Regions from separate parts of the Macaca mulatta genome. Here region 2 is linked to region 1. A link is a contact called in public Hi-C data. All regions are on one chromosome and are shown on one strand. Each heading gives the region's core, a stretch centred on a gene start, on an enhancer-like site or on the middle of the called end of the contact. The rest is flanking DNA. Distances are from core to core; before and after follow the strand shown. Region 1 holds the start of DNAAF10 (dynein axonemal assembly factor 10). Region 2 holds the start of C1D (C1D nuclear receptor corepressor).

Region 1 (5,009 bases), core at 2,042-4,541:
GGATGGTCTCGCTCTCCTGACCTTGTGATCCACCCGCCTCAGCCTCCCTTAGTGCTGGGATTACAGGCGTGAGCACCACACCTGGCCCACTGTACGTTCTAAAAGGTATTTCTGTATTAGTTGTACCCTCTTTTTGGACAGACAGTAGGCTCTTTAGAAGAAAGGACTCAACTTTTAAATATCTTTGGTCCTTGTTAAACACAGTACCTTGAAATAGTGTGTTCTCAGATCTAATTCATGGTAGAAAAAAAGATCTAAAGGATCCAGGTGAAAATACACTTAGTAGTTATTCCTGGCATTGAGATTATGGGTGATATTTTCTTCATTTTCCTATTTTCTAAATGTTCTATCATGAATACATATTACTTTTCCTGCAAAAGAAAATTATCTTTTTAAAATTTGCTGAAACTCCCCAGAGTCGCTACGAAAGACAAAGTACTCTATTCCACTTGATGGAGTAAGTGTAGTTTTGAAATACGTACAAATCATATATTTTCATTTTATTATTTTTTGAGACAGAGTCTCTCTCTGTCACCCAGGGCGGAGTGCAGTGGTGCGAACATGGTAGCCTTGACCTCCTGGGCTCAAGAGATCCTCCCACCACAGCCTCCCAAGTAGCTGGGACTACAAGCTCGCATCACTATGCCCAGCTAATTTTTGTATTCTTTTTTATACAAAAAGTAGAGACAGGGTTTCGCCATGTTGCCCAGGTTGGTCTTGAATTCCTGGGCTCAAGCAATCCACCCCTCTGCCTCTCAAAGTGTTGAGATTGCAGGCGTTAGCCACTGCACCAGGCCTGTTCTTATTTTAAAAAGTCACAAGTCTGAGCCCTGATTCTGCCACTGCACTCCATCCTAGGCAAGAGTGAGACCCTCTCTCAAAAAAAAGAAAAAAGAAAAAAGAAAAACAATCATGTCCCATTTTTCTTTGAAAAAGGAATAAATGGCCAGGCGCGATGGCTCATCTCTGTAATCCCAGCACTTTGGGAGGCCGAGCTGAGTGGATCACCTGAGGTCAGAGTTCGAGACCAGCCTGACCAACATGGTGAAACCCCATCTCCACTAAAAATACAAAACAATTAGCTGGGCATGGTGGCAGGCACCTGTAATCCCAGCTACTAGGGAGGCTGAGGCAGGAGAATCACTTGAACCTGGGAGGCAGAGGTTGCAGTGAGCCAAGATCACGCCACTGCACTCAAGCTTGGGTGACAGATCAAGACTCCGTCTTAAAAAAAAAAAAAGAAAAAGAAAAAGAAAGAGAAAAGAAAAAGGAATAAATCCTTTAAATGCCTTTTTTTTTTAATGGTGGTTCACACCTGATCCAGCACTTTGGGAGGCAGAGGTGGGAGGATGGTTTGAGCCCAGGAGTTCCAGGCTGCAATGAGCTATGACAGTACCACTGCACTCCAGACTGGGACAGAGCTACGCCATCTCTAAACAACAACAACAAAAAACAAAAACAACCCAAAATGCAATGTAAAGAAATTTTCCTTTGTGTAGAAATCAGGAAGGGCATCATACATTAGATAATCTGAACTGGACATTAGAATAGCAACAGGTAGCCAGGCTTGGTGGCTCACGCCTGTAATCCCAGTATTATGGGAGGCCGAGGCAGGCAGACTGCTTGAGCCCAGGAGTCGGAGACCAGCCTGGGCAGCATGGCAAAAGCCAATCTCTACCAAAAAAAAAAAAAAAAAAAAGTACAAAATAATTAGGTGTGGTGGCACACACCTGTAGTCCTAGCTACTTGGGAGGCTGGGGTGGGAGGATTCCTTGAGCTGAGAAGGCGAAGGTTGCAGCGACAGTGAGCTGTGTTTGCACCACAGCACTCCGGGCTGGGTGACAGATTGAGACCCTGTCTCCAAAAAAAAAAAAAAAAGCCACTGGTTACTGGAAGCTAAATGATGAACAATATAAGGAAAGGTAGAAAAGAATAAGCCATGTTTCATGTTTGTCATTCAGGGAAATTTAAAGCGGAATGGGGTCTTACATACTTTTTATTCCAGGCGTAACAGTCCAAATTGTATCCATCCTTTATCTACCAGTTTAATCCCTACCTCCTTCAAGCCGATTTTCTCCATAGATTTTGATCCCCAGAGTTCTTAACCTACCCTGCACTTGTAGTCTATTACAACTCTGATCTGACTACGACTGATCTTTTTTTTTTCAGGTAACCGAAATCAAGACTTTTTAAAAACGATAAACAGCTACAAAATGCTAGTTACTATCATTATTCTCTAATTCTTTCACTAGTAATCTTCAAAAAAAAAACAAAAACAAAAAGTTGTAAACCTAATCTTTCCACACCCTGCTTAAATCCTTTCAATCGTGTCCCGTTTTTCTTAGAAAAAAGGCATAAATTCCTTTGAATGTCCTACAGATCTTGCAATGTCTGGTTCCTGCTTATCCCTCTAGTTTCTTAAGAGGATAAACTTCTTCCCATCACTGAGCTTCTGCATGTGCAGAAGCCCTGGAAACCGTGTCCTTTACTCCTAGTTTGGCCTAGTTAGCTCCCGCACATACCAAAATCTGTTTTCACTCATCCCAAACCTGTTTTCACTCTCACTGAACCGTAACCGTGTTCCTTTGTGTGAGACGACTCATCTCGGTTTGTACTTATGTATCGTTGCTTTGATTATTGAACTGAGTATCTCTCCCACGAGAAAACAAACTCCATGAGATCGGGGACATTGCCATTCACATGCCTAGGAATACCAGGCACTCAATTGATACCTGCCGAATGTGTTAGGTTGCCTCTTCCAACCACACTGCAGGCATTCTGGCGCCCGCTTTGGCTGGACTGCACTCGGGGTGGCAGGAGGGTTGGGCGCGGAGGAACTACCCCGCGGATGAGAAAGAGGTTTTAAATGGGAAACATTCCTCAGTCGGCGGTCAGCTTCTCTGGTCTCGCGCGGCTCAAGCCATGCTTTGGGGGACGCTGGACGAAGGCTCTGGCAAAGAGGAATGCAGACCCCAGGATCCGCACTCGCCCCCAACGGCAGTCCGGATCGTCGACCCGGCACCCACCTCTCGAAGCAGCTTCAGGTCCCCGTGCTGGATCTCGTACAGCTGAATGACGCCGGTGCCCCGTGCGAAGTTGCCCATGGTCACAAATTTGGCGCTGCAGGGCACCCATTTACAGTCAAACACCGTGTAGTTGAAGCCCTTCTGGATATGGGCGATGATCTGAGGCTTCTCGAAGGCCGACATGGTGCAGCCGATTTCAGTTCTGACAACCGCCACACCCAAAGCCCCCCAAAACACTAACCTGGAAACCAGACTCCAAACATTGGCAATTTGTCCCTCCCGCTTTCCGTATTCTGCCCCAGATACCCTAAGAAGTTGGCTGTAGTTATCTCTAGATAATGCCAGATGCGCTCTGGCGATCGCACAGAATGTTCCTTCACAACAGCACAAATTTCTTTATTGCCTTTACCCACTGCCTTTCGCACACATACATATTAGAGATTATAAAATGCTTGAGCTCGGAGTTGCACGGCTAGAGTGAGACCATGAGCATCAGGCATACCTTAGGACAGCCGAAATCCCGTTTTCCCCCGGCCCCAAATCCTGCAGGTCCCCGGCCTGTGACGTTTTAGGAAAGGGGCGGAGCTGCGGGGTTAGTTGACGGAGGCTGGGTCCTGCGCGGTGCAGCAGGGCACGTGTTTCAGCCGGAAGCGCCTTAAGATTCCGGGGGATGGAATCCGAAATGGAAGCGCAGAGCGCCGGGGCAGAGGAGGGCTTTACCCAGGTCACCCGTAAGGGTGGCCGGCGGGCGAAGAAACGACAGGCTGAACAGCTGTCCGCAGCGGGAGAGGGCGGGGATGCGGGCCGGATGGACACAGAGGAGGCCAGGCCGGCGAAGAGGCCCGTCTTCCCACCCCTCTGTGGGGACGGGCTCCTGGTATGTGGCTAGGACCCTAGGACAGCAACCAGGCAGGGGCCAGACGCGGATCAAGCCGGTGGCCTCTGGGGAATGTTGAAGCTGCGGTGGGGCTGTTCTGCCGCGATGCTCAGAGAGAAGTGATTCTCTGAAGTGTAACTAGTTCAGTTAAAGGAAGCCCTTTATGGATCAGATGTTATTTTACAACTCCATCACCATCCCTCCATAGCCTTTTGAGTTGTGTGTTCTTTTATTACAGAGTGGAAAAGAAGAAACAAGGAAAATTCCAGTCCCAGCTAACAGATACACACCGTTGAAAGAAAACTGGATGAAGATATTTACTCCTATTGTGGAACATTTGGGACTTCAGATACGCTTTAACTTGAAATCAAGGAATGTAGAAATCAGGGTAAGGAAAATCTCAACCATTTCCCAATACACCAGGCTTTCTCTCCTACAGAGATGGAAAGGCGTGAGTAGACTTTAGTTAATGGGACTTATTGTGTTGAATAGTTTTTGTCCAGTTTAAAAACTTACCATATTGAGTTTGAACTTCCCAAATGCCTTAAAAATCTGCGTTTGATACAAATATTAATTGAATTTGTAAATTAGTTCTGAGATCATACCAAAATACTGTCTATGCTTCTGTGTATCTTTTGTAATGTTCTGTGTCAAATTCAGAAAAGGTCGAGTAAAGAGATTGTCATAAACAGAAGTAAGTAAATAATGAACATAAGTACTTGCTGCTTTACAAGAAGTGTATACAGTCAGCGTCGGGGATATGTTCTGGGATATGTTTTGTAAGATGACTTAGTCCTTGTGCGAAGAGTGTATTTACACAAACCTAGATGGTATGTGTATATTTATGTATTTTTTCATATGGAAAACCAAATGTTCCAGCACCATTACTGAGTATCAGTCATTTCATCTACTTGACCTGCATTGCCAGTGTCCAGTGCCATATATCAGATTTCTGTATATTTTCCATTATACTGTTATGAGACCACCATGGTATGAGCAGTTGGTCATTGATCAAAATGTCATTATGCAGTGCATGACTGTGTTTTAATGGTGCTTTTTTGATAAAACTGTATTATTTTGATAAGAAACATACGCACATATGTGTG
Region 2 (4,927 bases), core at 931-3,430, 97 kb before region 1:
GAGGTACATTTTGAACACATCACTAACATAATGTCTTGTCATGTATTAGGTATTTAGCAACTATTTGTTAACTAACTAAAACCAACCAAAGTAACCTAAGACCTAATTTTGGAAACTCTTAATATCAGATTACAGTTTGAGCTTACAGATAATAGAAAGTCACCACATGGATCCAAACAAACATATGATCATGTACGTTCTGGGGCTCTTCCCATCTCTACACCAAATAATTATACACAGTTATGAACTAAGCTTGAGAATAAATCCAACATGATTGTGTTTTGGAACTTGAGAGCCACTTGCTGTTGCTGCACCAGAATTCTATCACTCGTAATGAATTACTGGAATGGCTTTTTTGCACTGCATTATCTCAGGAGAAAATAACAATGAAATGTACACACAAGTTCTCAATAAATATTGCTGTCTTGGGCAAACAGTGACTCCATGTTAGTATTGTCTGTGACTCTCCTTCAGTCTCACAGTACAATTCCTGAGTACATACAGACTTCTTCCTTTTCTAAAAAAGATATTAACATCTAAAAATAAATGTATCCAGAAGTCTAATAATAGAGGAGTATATAAATTATGAGGATATTGCTCAAGATTGAGATGAATAACTACATTAGATTAAATTTACTTCTATTCAGTGTTTAATTCAAAGCATTTCCAAAATTACAGCGATCAAGCAGCAAAATTACCTTCCAAAACATATGGAAGTGGCTTATTACAATCACCTCATTTCTTAAATAACAGTATATGGGGTTGCTGCATAGATTAAATAAATAATATAGATAAAAGCCATCAGAACAGGGCCTGGCTCAGCCCTCAATACATTAGATAGTATTTTACCAAAAGTGAAAGTTATCAAATACTCTAATCCATTGTGGACTATGTAGAGCTATGCTTGAAGGGTCAACTGTTTGGAAACAGTAGCTGAGATAATACATATGAAGAGCCATTTGAAAAGGTAAAAGCAGTTAAGAAAAAAAATTGCATTACTTCTGAACTGTGATACATACAACACAGCTAACTGAAGGCAGCTGTAGTATCTTTTGACTGAGAATTTTGTTTTATTTTGAAAAACCATTATTCACACTTATCATTATCTTTCAACAAAACAATGAGTTCTATCATTTCCACTAAACGCAAATACTTCTCTGTACTTCGACAGGGCTAATCTGTTAATTTTGAATCAAAAATACAGGGTTAAATAACTAAAAGTATAATTGGATTGTTTGTAACACAAAGGGTAAGTGCCTGAAGGGATGGATGCCCCATTTTCCATGTGATTATTACACATTGCCTGCCTGTATCAAAACATCTCGTGTACCCCATAAATATATACACCTACTATGTAACCACAAAAATTTTAAATTTAATTTTTTTAAAAATCACGGTTAAGTCTTGGTTCTGTCTACCATCAGACAGTACCAATGGGTTAATAAGTGGATAGCAGACATCTCATTGCGACAAATAAGTCTGTATCAAGCCAAAACTGAATTGTATTCAGCAAACATGAAGACATTAAAGGTATTTTCAAGCAAGTTTTAGTTACACTGAACTTTCCCGGGTCATCAAGAAAAACTGCTCTCTTGGATTACCCACCACAGATTTCAGCTAAAGGTCGAAATTAGCCCACTATCTCAGACGGGCTAATACTGCAGCGGCAGGCAGTCTGTGAATGTGAATGATAAACGGAGCTAACACAGTAAAGTGACTCCCCTAGACGTCCCACTTTAGCCTCTCTCCTTACGCAAGATTTGAAGACAGCTGAAAATTGTGAAGTCATGTTTTTTTTGTTGTTGTTGTTTTTAATTTTTTCGTCTTCCAAGAGTTGAGAAGGGGGTGGTTAACAAACGAAGAAAAAGAGAAAGACCGGAGCAAGAGAGAGAAATGAGGGGCCGGGGTAAGCCAAAGCCTGCAAGCAGCCCCAAAACAAGCGGAAGTGGGGGACCTGCAGCAATGCTGCCCCAGCGAAGAGCTGTGAGACACTGCATTCCTGGAAGGCTATGCAGCCAAACTCCGATTCTCTCAGTCTGCCCAGAGGATTACAGGGGAATCCCAGGAGAGGAAAAGCGGAGTTAAACAGGAGGAGGAGAAAAACTGAAAGTACAACTTTGAAAAATACCTCAGGGCCTTCGACTACAGTCTCCGGAAAGCGGTCGGGCAACGATGACGACAATGACGCGCCGGCTGTGCCCGCGCCGAGGGGCGCTTTCCGATTATCTCACGCTGCTCGCCACGCCCCCGCTCCTTCGCTCTTCTCTAAAGGCAAATCTCGAAATGAGTAGCTCGGGGCCATGTTGTGGGAGAGGATTGCGGCGGCACTCTGGGAACCTTTGTCTACATTTGTACCCGGCCAACACTCAGCCCAAATACAGGTTGAGTGTATTTAACCAGGAAAGAAATCTTAGTTACTGAAACTTTGTATTTTTACTTTCCCGGGAGCTTTTCCAGGGCCCTCACTGTTACTACGCTTTTATTGTCTGCCTCAAGATCAGCGTCTTAGAGCAGCTTCCCAGATTATCCGTGGGGAAGAATGGGTTGTTTTTCCAATCTGTCAGTAAAAGATACTTCTATAATACAGTAAAAATGAATTAGTAGAAAAATGGGGAAAATATGTGCAAAATACAAGCCCAAATTTTTTATTATTAGTTTCAGTAAATGTAAAATTGCATTTCAACGTATGCAATCAGAAGAAACATAATAGAAAATAAAGGCATTAACAGAAACTGTACATATTGTTCGTTGAAAGTTTAGTATAAGCGATTGAGCATTGTCTTAACATTTGTAACTTGTCATTCCATGATCATAATTTGATAAAAATTTATGCCTGAGTTGTCCATATATTAAATGCATGTAAAAGCATTTTGAACAAGCACCATGTATGTAATATTTAAAGTTTGGGGGAGGTCACAAGATGGCCGAATAGGAACAGCTCCAATCTGCAGCTCCCAGTGTGAGTGAGGCAGAAGACAGGTGATTTCTGCATTTCCAACTGAGGTACCAAGTTCATCTCACTAGGGCTTCTCAGACAGTGGGTGGAGCCCACAGAGCAGGGCGGGGCATGACCTCACCTGGGAAGCACAAGGGGTCCGGGAATTCCCTTTCCTGGCAAAGGGAAACCGTGATAGACCATAACTGGAAAATCAGTACACTCCCACCCTAATACTGCATTTTTCCAGCGGTCTTAGCAAACGGCACACCAGGAGATTATATCCCGTGCCAGGATCGGAGGGTCCCACACCCACAGAGCCTTGCTCACTGCTAGCACAGCAGTCTGAGATCGAACTGCAAGGCAGCAGCGAGGCTCAGGGAGGGACATCTGCCATTACTGTGGCTTGAGTAGGTAAACAAAGTGGCTGGGAAGCTGGAACTGGGTGGAGCCCACCGCAGCTCAAGGAAGCCTGCCTGCCTCTGTAGACTCCACCTCTGGGGGTGGGGCATAACTGAAAAAAAGACAGCAGAAACTTCTGCAGACTTAAACGTCCCTATCTGACAGCTTTGAAGAGAGTACTGCTTCTCCCAGCGCGGAGTTTGAGATCTGAGAACGGACAGACTGCCTCCTCAAGTGGGTCCCTGACCCCTGAGTAGCCTAACTGGAGACACCTCTCTGTAGGGGCCAACTAACAATTCATACAGGTGGGTGCCCCTCTGAGATGAAGCTTCCAGGGGAAGGATCAGGCAGCAACATTTGCTGTTCTGCAGCCTCTGCTGGTGATTCCCAGGTAAACAAGGTCTGGAGTGGACCTCCAGCAAACTCCAGCAGACCTGCAGCTGAGGGTCCTGGCTGTTAGAAGGAAAACTAACAAACAGGAAGGACATCCACACCAAAACCCCATCTGTATGTCACCATCATCAAAGACCAAAGGTAGATAAAACCACAAAGATGGGGAGAAATCAGAGCAGAAAAGCTGAAAATTCTAAAAATCAGAGTGTCTCTTCTCCTCCAAAGGAACACAGCTCCTCGCCAGCAATGGAACAAAGCTGGATGGCGAATGACTTTGAAAAGTTGAGAGAAGAAGGCTTCAGATGATCAGTAGTAACAAACTTCTCCGAGCTAAAGGAGGATGTTCAAACCCATCGCAAAGAGCTAAAAACCTGAAGAAAGATTAAACGAATGACTAACTAGAAAAAACAGTGTAGAGAAGTCCTTAAATGACCTGATGGAGCTGAAAACCATGGCACAAGAACTATGTGACACATGCACAAGCTTCAGTAGCCGATTTGATCAAGTGGAAGAAACAGTATCAGTGATTGAAGATCAAATGAATGAAATGAAATGAGAAGTTTAGAGAAAAAAGAATAAAAAGAAATGAACAAAGCCTCCAAGAAATATGGGACTATGTGAAACGACCAAATCTACATCTGATTTGTGTACCTGAAAGTGACGGGGAGAATGGAACCAAGTTGGAAAACACTCTTCAGGACATTATTCAGGAGAACTTCCCCAATCTAGCAAAGCTGGCCAGCATGCAAATTCAGGAAATACAGAGAACACCACAAAGATACTCCTTGAGAAGAGCAACTCCAAGACACATCACTATCAGATTCACCGAAGTTGAAATGAAGGAAAAAATGTTAAGGGCAGCCAGAGAGAAAGGTTGGGTTACCCACAAAGGGAAGCCCATCAGACTAATAGCAGATCTCTCGGCAGAAACTCTACAAACCAGAAGAGAGTGGGGGCCAATATTCAACATTCTTAAAGAAAAGAATTTTCAACCCAGAATATCATATCCACCCAAACTAAGCTTCATAAAGGAAGGAGAAATAAAATCCTTTACAAACAAACAAATGCTGAGAGATTTTGTCACCGCCAGGCCTGCCTTACAAGAGCTCCTGAAGGAAGCACTAAACACAGAAAGGAACAACTGGAACCAGCCACTGCAAAAACATGCCAAATTGTAAAGACCATCAATGCTAGGAA

Evidence for each region. Hi-C and Micro-C count contacts between places; a contact is called where the count stands out from the background.
Region 2: a Hi-C map of CD4 T cells shows a contact between it and region 1, with 4 times the contacts expected there. The contact joins the promoter of C1D here to the promoter of DNAAF10 in region 1. A contact is called at or near these places in 2 of 14 Hi-C or Micro-C datasets (CD4 T cells and fetal cortex germinal zone).

The regions. Positions count from the first base shown.
Region 1 is chr13:56,568,915-56,573,923 of T2T-MMU8v2.0, reverse strand. It overlaps DNAAF10 (dynein axonemal assembly factor 10), which reads right to left and starts at 3,291. Exons shown (of 8, transcript NM_001261137.1): 1 at 3,027-3,291. The coding sequence starts at 3,209. PNO1 (partner of NOB1 homolog) reads left to right here and starts at 3,689. Exons shown (of 7, transcript NM_001172108.1): 1 at 3,689-3,903; 2 at 4,142-4,291. The coding sequence starts at 3,697.
Region 2 is chr13:56,664,592-56,669,518 of T2T-MMU8v2.0, reverse strand. C1D (C1D nuclear receptor corepressor) reads right to left here and starts at 2,180. Exons shown (of 5, transcript NM_001193604.1): 1 at 2,129-2,180.